2 separate regions of the Oryza sativa genome follow, and region 1 is linked to region 2. Evidence: chromatin contacts called from public HiCAR-type data. All regions are on one chromosome and are shown on one strand. The core of a region is the stretch at or near the end of the contact, and the rest is flanking DNA. Distances in the headings are between cores, read along the strand shown. Region 1 holds the start of LOC4345934 (tricin synthase 1-like). Region 2 holds the start of LOC4345900 (dof zinc finger protein MNB1A).

The links. HiCAR-type assays count read pairs that join an accessible place to other places.
Region 1: a contact with region 2 is called in a HiCAR-type map of leaf, with 2.3 times the contacts expected there. The contact joins the promoter of LOC4345934 here to the promoter of LOC4345900 in region 2. A contact is called at or near these places in 1 of 15 Hi-C or Micro-C datasets (seedling) and 1 of 4 datasets of contacts at active chromatin or transcription factors (leaf).

Annotation. Positions count from the first base shown.
Region 1 is chr8:24,725,018-24,730,678 of ASM3414082v1, forward strand. It overlaps LOC4345934 (tricin synthase 1-like), which reads right to left and starts at 3,366. Exons shown (of 3, transcript NM_001403649.1): 1 at 3,027-3,366; 2 at 2,836-2,915; 3 at 1,907-2,747. The coding sequence starts at 3,125. The coding sequence ends at 2,168.
Region 2 is chr8:24,370,828-24,376,518 of ASM3414082v1, forward strand. LOC4345900 (dof zinc finger protein MNB1A) reads left to right here and starts at 2,028. Exons shown (of 1, transcript XM_015795007.3): 1 at 2,028-3,296. The coding sequence starts at 2,192. The coding sequence ends at 3,022.

The sequences.
Region 1 (5,661 bases), core at 2,116-4,615, 360 kb after region 2:
AGCCTCCGTCGCCACTTTCTCCTACTCTCTCACCTCTTTATCCCGGCACGCAGGGTGGCCGACGGTGCGCTTGTCACAGGGGCCACGGACGGTGAGAGGGGCGCAGGGGCTGACGATGAGCAACGCACAGGGGGGCGGTGGCCAGATCTAGTCAGTCGTGTCGTCGCCGTCATGGGCGGATCTAGCCACGGCGCCCACGGAGGAGGTCGGCGACTCTTTCAATCTCTCTCTCTCTTTCTCTCCGTCATGGGCGGCGCCGGATTTGCTCATCGCCTCTCTTTCCCCCTCTCTTCCCCGCTGCCGCTCGTTGCCATCGTGGCCTTCGGCTCCTCTACCACCTCACCGCCTACAGCTCTGCCCAAGGGTGGAAAGGGGAATACAGATGTGGGGAGCGGTGTCCACAAGCTACGGCGTCTCCTCGCTTGGTTCCTCTGCCAAAAGTCACCAGGAGCGCGTCTCCTGGGAGAAAACGTGCGCCTCTCCAGGGGCACGGCACAAACGCGAAAGATAACGGTGTAATACTAAACGTTATTATTGCACGATAACCTTCCAATAGCACGAGCCAAGGTAACCGTTATCTTTCATGCCCCCTGGTAGAAAACACGCGCCTCTCCAGGAGCACGAGCCAAGGATACCCATTGCTCATGCTCTAATAACCTACCAATAGCTGGTGCAAACGTGCAAAGTTGGTGGAAGCTACCAGAACAACCTACCCAGGGCACTCTTCAAGTATAAAATGTAACGGATATATAATGTAAATTCAAAACTTTTGTTAATTTTTTTAATACAATTGTTTTTATATGGATGAGTATACGTATTTGCATTTGTACTATATTTTTTTACGCGTATTTGCATTTGTACTATGTTTCTTTAAAGAAAAGGTTACTAATTCTGACTAGGAACTGGTGATTTTCTGGTATGTCTAGGCCTGTTTGGAGAGTTTAAGATTTTGAGAATCAGCTGTTTGGTAGCCAACTTCTAAGTCTGGAAAAGTTAGTTTTCCAGTTTCTGGCTTCTAGTTTATTTTTTTGATTTTACAACCACATCTTCTCAGAATTTAAACTAAAAGCTGGATGGTTTGGGAGAGTTTTTGATTCTGGGAGAAGCTACAGAAACTCCTCCAAACGTACATAGGGTCTTGTTTGGGAGCTTAAGATTCTGAGTAGTAGCTGGCTGCTAGTTTATTTTTTTATTCTACAACTACAACTTCTTATAGCTGAATCAACTAGAAACTCCTCTAACCAAAGCCATATATAGTCTGTAGTCTGGTTCTACGGGCCCGGCTTCTGCTGTAGGCGGACAGGTCAGGGCAGATCGGCCGAATAGCGTAGACGGCGCCTCTCTCGGCCCTCGCGGCGGCCACCACAAATTGCCCCGAACGTCCGACGTAACCGGGCCACGTTCCGCGGGCCAGCGCTTGCGGTAAATTGCTTCTCCCGTCCCTCCCACGCGACGCCTCCCGCTCCCGTGCCGGCAACCGATGGGTGGTCGTGCCACACTGCCGCCTGCAACTGCAAGGTGGGGGACACTGCGCACAACCGCACCCGTCGTGGGCTCGTGATGGTCAGCCTGGTTGGGGGTGGGCGGGTGCGGTTGGAGTTGGAGAACCTGCTGCGATGCGAGATGCCACCATCCCGGCCAGCACGCTACCCAACGCCATAGGGCCGCCACCGCACGTCTCCTGTCTCCACCCTCTCCTATCCCATCATGCTGGCACATGCCGCTGTCGACGCCGACGCCCCTTCCCCATCCAGCCTGCCTTGCTTGCCATGTCCTACTACTACCACTAGTAGCAGTAAAAGCCTGCACAGTGCAGCTCTGCAGATCGAGGACAGTCTGTTCATTTTGGGCCCAGTAGTCATCTTGCAGATGAGATCAAAATCCGCAACCAACATGACACGGTGAGTAGAGTAGCAACCATGGAAAGAGATGTTGCACTTATCAACATGTAGTACAGTAACAACCATCATCAAATGTCCCTACAACTCCGTCTCTCTCATGCTCGAAGAATATAATAATCTCATTGATTGAAACACGTATAGGAAAATTTAAGCGGCAATTAAGGAAGTAATAGTATAGTTGTAGCAGTAGAAGAGTACAGCAACACACGTTAATTAATCACGCGAGAGCGATGGATGGATCGGCCGGTAAGGTCTCGGTCTCGACCTCACACGAGGCGGCGGCAGATGGTGATGCCGTCGGCGATGGCGAGCTGGCAGACGTCGATGCGCGGGTCGGCGGCGAGCCTGGAGTTGAGGTCCCTGATGGCGACGGAGAACCTCCGGTCCAGGTCCGACAGCGGCGTGTCCGGCGGCAGCGCCACCGTGCCGGCCCACAGCGTGTTGTCGTACACGATGTGCCCGCCGACGCGCACCAGCTGCAGCAGCTGCTCGTGGTACTTGACGTAGTTGGGCTTGTCCGCGTCCACGAACGCGAAGTCGAACGCCGCCTCGCGCCCCGCCGCCGCCTCCTCGGCGAGCAGCTCGTCCAGCTTCTCCAGCCCCTTCCCCTCGCGGAAGTCCACCTTGTGCGCCACCCCGGCCTTCTCCAAGAACGGCCGCCCGATCTCGTAGCTCTCCCTGTCCGGGTCGATCGCCACCACCTTCCCGTCCTCCGGCAGCGCCAGCGCCGTCGCCAGCAGCGAGTAGCCGGTGAAGACACCCACCTCGATTGTCCTCTTCGCTCCGGCCATCTTCAGCAGCATCCCCAGCAGCTGCGCCTCATCCGCCGACGACTGCATGAACCCCCTGCATGAATTAATGGGCTAATTAGTTAATCAACCCCAAGATCTAGCTTAATTAAGCAGATTAATTAGCAGAGATCGTGGTTTCTTACCACTGGTGCTTGTCCGTGATGAGGCGCAGATCGCGCATGCACTCCGGCTCCCGTGGCAGCACCGTCGTGTCCAGGACATACTGCAAGTTCACCGGCGACGAACACAGCAACCATCAGCAAATTAATTAAAACAGAGAGATCATCCTAAACACAATCCGGCGAGCTGATCAAGAATCATCAGCAGCACGTACCTTGTACAGGGCGTCGCTCTTGAGCAGCGTCTTGTTGGTGCTGTCGATGTCGCTGTGGGCGTTCTTGATCACCGGTGCGTCGCCATTGCCGGTCGTCATGGCGATGAGATCTTCCTCCGTTTGAGCTGTTGCTGCTTGAGCTGCTGGTGGTGGTGCGAGTCGATTGGTTGGGTCGTCAACCGAGAGCTCCGGCGAGCAATATTTATCGGCTCACGAGAGCAGGGTTGGTGGCGCCACCAAACACCCGGTCTTTTTTCCTCCCTTCCTTTTCAAAAAATAAATTAGCAATCGATCGATCGCACGGTGACCTGGTTGTTGAGCCACCAAACGTAGTGGCCATGATCAGTGCCCAAAAAAAGGGTATTTTATAAGCGTTAATTTGGTCTTCCCGTTGAGACGGTCCAGTAAACTGAACATTATTACAGTACTCAGTACTACATGTACTACTTCATGCATGATGCATGTGAAATTTTTGTTTTTTTTCCCCTCTCTTTCTTCTTCTTCCTACCACCACCACCTGCCGCGACCTAACCTGCTTTCGTCGTGGTTTGGTTAAAGAAAGGGATCGCACGCTTTTGTCCACCCTGTTTATCCCAATATTATTCCGCCTGCTTAAAATTATTTTGCCCAGGGAAGAAGAAGAAGCTTCAGCGAAAACGGCTTCTACAAAGCTGCGACAGGTAGTACTAGTAGTACAGTAGCAACCACCAGCTCACCACGATTTACCTGTGATGGAAATGATTAATGAGTGGTGCTGCGACTTATAATTAAGAAATGCAGTAGCACTCCATTAGTTTAAATTTGAGATCGTGTTCTGAATGTATTTTTGGGAGAAAAATAACCAGGAGAAAGCTCGGAGCTGTCACGAAGATGGATGGATCTAGTAGGCGCTTCCATTGATTTGGGCACAGTGAATTTTCTGGTGGCGACTGTGGATGGGCAGCCAAAAAAGGAGTCAAAACAGGGTTGCTACTGTCCGAAGACTCCTAACCCTACATCTAGGATGTTGTCTATGTCATTAACTATATTATTATTTACTAGAACTTTTAACTTATGTGACATTATATTAATTAAGAGAGAGTGGAGAGAAGAAGAAACTGGGTCTCATGTAAGAAACAGCTTCAACACGAGAACCTATGCACTAGACATTATCAAGTTTTACATTGGGAGAAAATAGTGCCGTCATAATAGATAAAGAATAAATATGATTGATAGAAAAGATAGATGATGTATTTATTAATGACCCACTTTAAGAAACTATGGGTTGTGGAGTGTAGTTTCTATTATGATGTCTTATTGACATGGCACCATAGACACTACTTATGAATACTATGGCTTGGGACTGCCCCTGAGAGGATGCAACAATTGCAGGTCGCTACCGCGACCAGAGGAGGGAGCACGCAACAAACGTTTTTGTGACACACTAGCAGGGGCCCAACGGCTGACTTCCTTCCGTCCACACGCCAATCACCAAACGCACGCTGGTAGAGTAGTCGTATGCGGTTGGAACAGTAGATGTACAACATCATTGGACCGAGTACAGTACAGCGACGACAATAGCATATCCCATTAACCCTCCATTAATTACGGAACCCAAAATCGTAGTCGAATCGATCGATTTTGCACCTCGAACATCATGATGGTCGTGTTGTGAGCTTATAGTACTCATTTCCGTCCCAAAATATAATTATTTTTAACATAGTAATAAGTCAAATATTTTTAATTTTGATTATTAATAGCAAAAAAGAATCAATCATACAAAATTGATGTTATTAGGTTTATTATTAAACAAACTATCATAATATGTAACTCTTTTTATTTAAAATATTTTATTTTTATATAGATATTTGTTGATCAAAGTAGTATGTCGGCGACCGTGTAATTTTGGAACGGAGGGAATACTTCATTCTCCCTTCACCAAACTCAATATATACACCTAGTAGGCCCACTGACAGGGACACACACCAACCCTCCAGTTATCGTTGAAACGACCAGAAAAAGCTATGGATGGGTGCACCGTGCACCTGGACGATTGGTTGGCGCGAATTCGTCCGTCGCGCGTGCGATGCGAGAGAAGAAGGCTCCGATCGGGGCATTGCTGGTGGCGCGCCGCATCGATCGATGGGGCCAAAATTACGAGGACGATTGGCGGGCGGGTCGCCGTCGCTCGGGTCACCGGAGTCCACAACTCTCGCAGAGTGGCAAGGGTGGGGTGGGGGTGGGGGTGGTGGTGCCCTGGTGGGCCGAGTGGCCCACGACGACGTTATCGCCGGTGGGTGTAAGTCGGGAGGGCACTGATTGGCTCGTCCGGAGTCTGGTCATTACCGAATGTTACTAGATTTGACACAGTACTTTTGTTTGTCTCATAGTAGTATTGATTTCGAGCCTCTCACACTGTGGTACTTCCTCCATACATAATACTTTATCCGTTTTATAAAAAACCAGCTATAAATCTAAACATAGGCTATATCCTGATTAATAGCTAGAAGTTAATCTTTTTAGTCAGAGGAAGTATATCATAATATTATAAATGTGAACAAATTTCCTATCCAAATTATACCTCTTATCTATCTATTTATTAAAATATTGTTTTCTAGTACTTGATAAAAAACAATTTAGGTTTTCTCATTATTAT
Region 2 (5,691 bases), core at 778-3,277:
ATTCATGCATTTTTCCTGCGGTCTAATCAAACGGTCATTCCTATATTTTTTCTGTGTTTTCCAATCCTCTATTTTACACTTGCATTCCTATCAAAATCCTGTATTTTTCCTATCCCTCCGGTTTTTCAATCCTGCGATTCAAAAGGGCTCTAAGCCAGCTATAAACATATTTTAAAGAGATAAAAAAGAGAGAGCAGAGCAGCGGGCTACAGATCTGTAGCCAGCTGCAGCACGGATTTCAAGACGTACTGTGTGTATAACAAGTAGTACAAGGTATTAATAGTATAGTAAACAACTATTGTATAAATTAGCTATTACATTGGCTATAGATGATTTAGAGTCAATAGTTGGCTATACTATTAAACTTGCTCTAAGGCCTTCTCTTTCATTCCCGAGAGACCGAGATCATGAGATGTTGTTATCCAGTTTGTGTCGGGGAGCAAACAATGACTGCCCAGCCGATGGGATCATGAGATGTGCGAGAGAGAGAGAGAGAGAGGCAATGTGCCATGCACCAAGCGACGATCGATCGATCGATCCATCGTGCGTGCGTGTGAGCCCCCCACGACGATCGCGGAGAGAGATGAGAGGAACCCAATCCGATCCAGTCCAATCGGATCCGGTCACCACTCCCGACGCGTCGCGTCGCGTCGCTGTCGCCGAGATCGGTGGTGGTCTCCGCGTCGTCTGCGCGCCGAGCCGTTCGCCCGTGTGCGCCGACGCGCAGCGGACGCCGCACAGAGTTTACAAAACCGTACGATAATCTTCTCGGTTCTTAAGACCACGATATATCCGTACGATAATCTTCTCGGTTCCTAAGACCACGATATATCTCACGGTAACCGCTAAACCGTGAGACGACGGTAAAGCTCGTCCTAAACAATCCGATGGATTGCGTTGCGCGGCGGCGACGCGGGCAGCATTGGCGCGGCGCGGCGAGAGGCGGGGGGGATTCGTTCGGTTGCGTGATGCGGCGCGGCAGAGGACAGCAGCAAGGGTGGGGTTGGGTGTGGGGGCCGCGTGCGTGCGGCGACCGAGACCACCGTCCATGGCCCGGGCGGGGGCCATGTGCTCGGCCGGGGAGGGGTTGGCCCACGGGCGTACGGCCCATCCCGTTCTGATCCAGTGAAATCCAGGCAGCTCGGCCCCACGCGCCGCGGTCTCGCTACTGCGCCAGTGTACTACTACTGTACCACCTTGCCGGATTCGATTTCGTCGCATGTTTTTTTCATACGAGGTGGTATCCTCTCACTCTCACCCTCATCCACAGCTGGGCCGGTGAAACTTTGAATTTGAAGTGCACTTGTTGCAACAAAACGTTTAAATTTTTCGTATTATTTCAAACGTTAGGAGGGGCTCAAAGAAGTCTCGGGTGATTTGAACTGCTCGGCGGCAGCGGGAGCTGATAGGTCGGCGTCGCGTTGAAACGGCTCGTTTGGTTTTTTTATTGGGTTTCGGTGGATTCGCGTCGTTGGGTTTGGCCGCTGGGAGCGGGCAGGCAGGCGTCAACAGGGGTGGGGCCCGCACACCGGCGTACGAGGTGGACCCCACTGGACAGACAGCTGCTTGCCTCACGAAGCATGGCTGCCCAACTAATGCCGTCCGCCCACGTGGCCAACCCGCGACCACCCGCGCCGGTGGCCGACACGGCGCATAGTTCCGTGCCCGAGACGATAAGTCCATCCGTCCGAACGGCTCCTCACCCGCCGTGAACCCAACCCACATCCGCTGACGCGTGGGCCACCACGGTGGTTGCCGCCGCCCGCGTCATCGACGCGAGGAGGGGGGGTGGTAAGTGGGTGGTGGGCCCCACAGGTCGGTCGCTGTCGTCCTCCCCCCTTCGCTAGGCGCCACGCCGGCGTACGGCGGCGCTAATCGCGGTTAACTGTACAAAATCATGGCCGATCTCGCACGGTGGACGTCGCTGACAGGTGGGACCCGTGGACAGGATGAACCGACCGCTGACCCGTGGGCCCCTGGGGGGCGGTGGTGGCGGTATGTATAGGAGTGGGGAGAGTGTACCTCGTGTAACCACCTTCGTCGTCACCGCGACTGCGACCATAAGAGACTCCCGCTTCCGCCAACCGCCCACCACCCGTTCGACCATTTGCTTGCCCCCGCTCCTCGGTTCCTCCCGACTCCACCGGCGCGCGCGCGCGGAGGGACCAGAGCAGCCACGGCGCCGCCGCGCATGCAGGAGCAGCAGCCGGAGACCGGCCGCCGGCCGGCGCAGCAGTTCGCCACCGTCGACCTGCGCCGTCCCAAGGGCTACGCGGCGGCTCCCGCGACGCCACAGCCTGGTTCGGCTGCGACTGCTGCTGCCGCCGCTGGCCCGGCTGCGACGGCGGCAGCGGCGGCGGCGGGGGAGGGTGACCCGTGCCCGCGGTGCGAGTCGCGGGACACCAAATTCTGCTACTACAACAACTACAACACCTCCCAGCCCCGGCACTTCTGCAAGTGTTGCCGCCGCTACTGGACCAAGGGTGGCACGCTCCGCAACGTCCCCGTCGGCGGCGGCACGCGCAAGAAGTCCTCGTCTTCGTCGTCGTCGTCTTCCTCGTCATCCGCCGCCGCCGCAGCACCCGCCGCCAAGCGCCAGAAGACGTCGAAGAAGCGCCGCGTCACGACTCCCGAGCCCCTCGCCGCCACCACCCCCGTCCTCACCGAAGCCGCCGCTGACTCCGCCGCCAAGACGACGACCGAAGCTACGTCGGAGAAGAAGACGACGACTTCCACAACGACGACGACACCGCCGGCGCCTGACACCACGAGCGAGATCACCACGGAGCTCGTCGTCCCGGCCGTGGAGGAGGACTCGTTCACGGACCTCCTGCAGCCGGACTCCGCCGCCGTCACCCTCGGCCTCGACTTCTCCGACTACCCGTCCATCACCAAGAGTCTGGCCGACCCGGACCTGCACTTCGAGTGGCCGCCGCCGGCGTTCGACATGGCGTCCTACTGGCCGGCCGGCGCCGGGTTCGCCGACCCGGACCCGACCGCCGTGTTCCTCAACCTCCCATGAGCCCACTCGCCCGGCGGCGGCGGCGGCGGCTCAGGTGGGTGTGGGGGTTTCCAACTACACCCGATGATGATTTCATCAGTTTCCGATTAATTAGTAAATTGCGCGTGGGGTATATGGTGAAAATGATGACGTTAATCTTAGCTTTTTGAGATTAGTGGCCGTGTTTTACTCTCGAGAGGGGCTAACTCAACCAAGTTTGGGTTGTTTTTCATGTGTATAACTCCTATCAAGGCTTGGGCTTTTTTTTTTCATACAATGGTCCTGCTATTTTCTACTCCATTTCTCTACAGCTTTTATTATTGTTTCTGAAAATCTCTTCAAAAGTCATCCCTGTTGCATAGTCGCAGTAGTACCATCCTTCGTCACACGATGAAAACAAGTGCTTTTCTTGAAATTTTCGAGCGTTACGATGAAGTCGTCAAGATGTTCATGTGGCTGAGGGGACTTGTTAGGGCAGTTTTCCGTGTGGCGTTGAGCCGTGCGAGCCACGACGAGTTGTTGATGCGTGGGTGATTCTCGGCGGTTTGTAGCCGCGGATGGGGTGGGGTGGAGTACGAGTAGTGGGCGTGATTCGGAGCGTGGCGTTTGGGGCGGCGGGGCAATGGCATCCGATTCCACGGGGGGGCGTGGCGGAATCGCTGTCGTGCGCGCATCTCCCCGGGCATCGCGTGATGGATCGGTCGCCAGCCACCGTGTAGCGGCAGCGGCCGCCCCGGGGGCCCCGGGAATAATTGCGTCCAGTGCAGCAGCCAGCCAAGCCGTTTGCCGCCCCGCCGATGCGAGCGTGATGAGACGACGACGAGAGTACACCGAGTACGAGACCACTTGCGTTGCCGCCTCGTACGCGAGCGAGCGCGTGAGGTGAGGAGGACGTGTCGCGCTCGGGGGGGGGGGGGGGGGGGGGGGGGGGGTGGCGTTGGTTCGGTTGGGCGTCGCGGTCGGAGGGGTTAAAAATGGTGGGTGCCCGATCGGTGGAGGCCCCCGACCCCCACCTGCGGGCGCGCGCCCGTGACCCCTCCCGTCCCAGTCCCAGCGGCGACCGCGACGGGGCCGCGTGCGCGTCGGGGTCAAAATCGGAGGGTTGCCGCCGCGACGAGGCGCGCGGGGGGTGCTATTGCAAGTAGTAGTAGTACATGCGACCACACCAGCGAACGAGCCGTGTCGCGCCGAGCCGAGGCGCCGTGAAGCGTGGCGTGTCGTGCGCGCTGTCGGTACCACACGCACGCTCCGCATAATAATTATATAAGGTTTTAACTATGAACGAGACGGTGACGCGACGGGTAGTAGTAATCCCTCCGTTTTTAATAGAGGATTCTGTTAACTTTAAACATATATTTAACCATTCGTATTATTTAAAAGTATAAGATATAACACATTTAATACTTTAAGTGATATAAAAACCTCATAACAAAAATAAATTATAATTACATAATTTTGAAAATAAAATATATAATTAAACGTGTTAACAATATCATCTATTTAAAAAACTGATGTACTATGCGTGCGTGTTGCCGGCGGGAGTGGTTCGCGACGCGACGGCGACGTGGCCGTGGGATGGAGTTTGAGCTGTGGGGCTCTGGTTGGAGCAGGGGTCGGTGAACTCGGGTTCCCGATGGGATTAGGCGTTTTTATAATGATGCCAATGCGATTCGACAGGTACTCGACGGTGGTTTGCTGACAGGTTCTCTGCTTCGATAGGAAATTAGATTATGCATTTCGCACTAATCGATCGGCCTAACTTCGGCGCCGTCTGCTTCGTGCCCATTGACGGGTACTGCAGTGGTAGGAGTGTGGGGACGACGGAGGCAATGGTCCTATTTAGATTCTAACTTTTTTCTTAAAATTTCTAAATTTTTCGTTACATCGAACTTTCTTACACAAACAAACTTCTAATTTTTTATCACATCGTTTTAAATTATTCGAACTTTTAATTTTAACGTGGAACTATACACAGCCAATACTACTCTCCACTGACGATGAACAGTTGTACCAGTACATCGATGAGGTACAGTGGACGTACATCGGTACAGGGGTGGCAAATGGACGGCGTCCAACGAAGAGCACTGTAGGCGCCGACAGTCAATGTGGTAGGCGGTGAAGGTGTGTCCTGCTGGCTGCTGCTCTGCTCTGACGCGACGCATAGTGCGTGTGGTTAAGGCCGAGCAGTGCAGTGGTGCAGGCGCAGGGCAGTTCAGAAAACGTGCCATCTTTCAGATGCCCACTGGTCTTGAAGTAATGGAGATGTCTATGGACTATGGGTACAGCACCTTCATTTTTCACGAGATGAAAACGATCTTATCCTTCTGTAATGTCTAAACCATGGTCTAACCGCTCCAATTCTCGTCTGGGCTGTCGCTCCGTGCACTGGCCCTCTTGCGGTCTCGCCATCCTGCCACCAACCCCGGCCTCACCGTCATCGAAGAAGATAGAAGAGCCTTTAGCAATTTGACAGTAAACCCCTTTAGCAATTTTACGAATTTTAGATCGTCCGATTACTTAACAAATCTCTAAAACCCTTTTCCTTCTTCCACCTCCCAACACGTCATCGCGCCGCTTCCGCTCACCAGCACGTGATCCGCACTGCCTCCGCCACTGCCGCCCAACCTCGCCGGCTAGCTGAAAGGGATCAACGACGCCGGCTAGCTGAAAGGGATCAACGACGCCGGTGA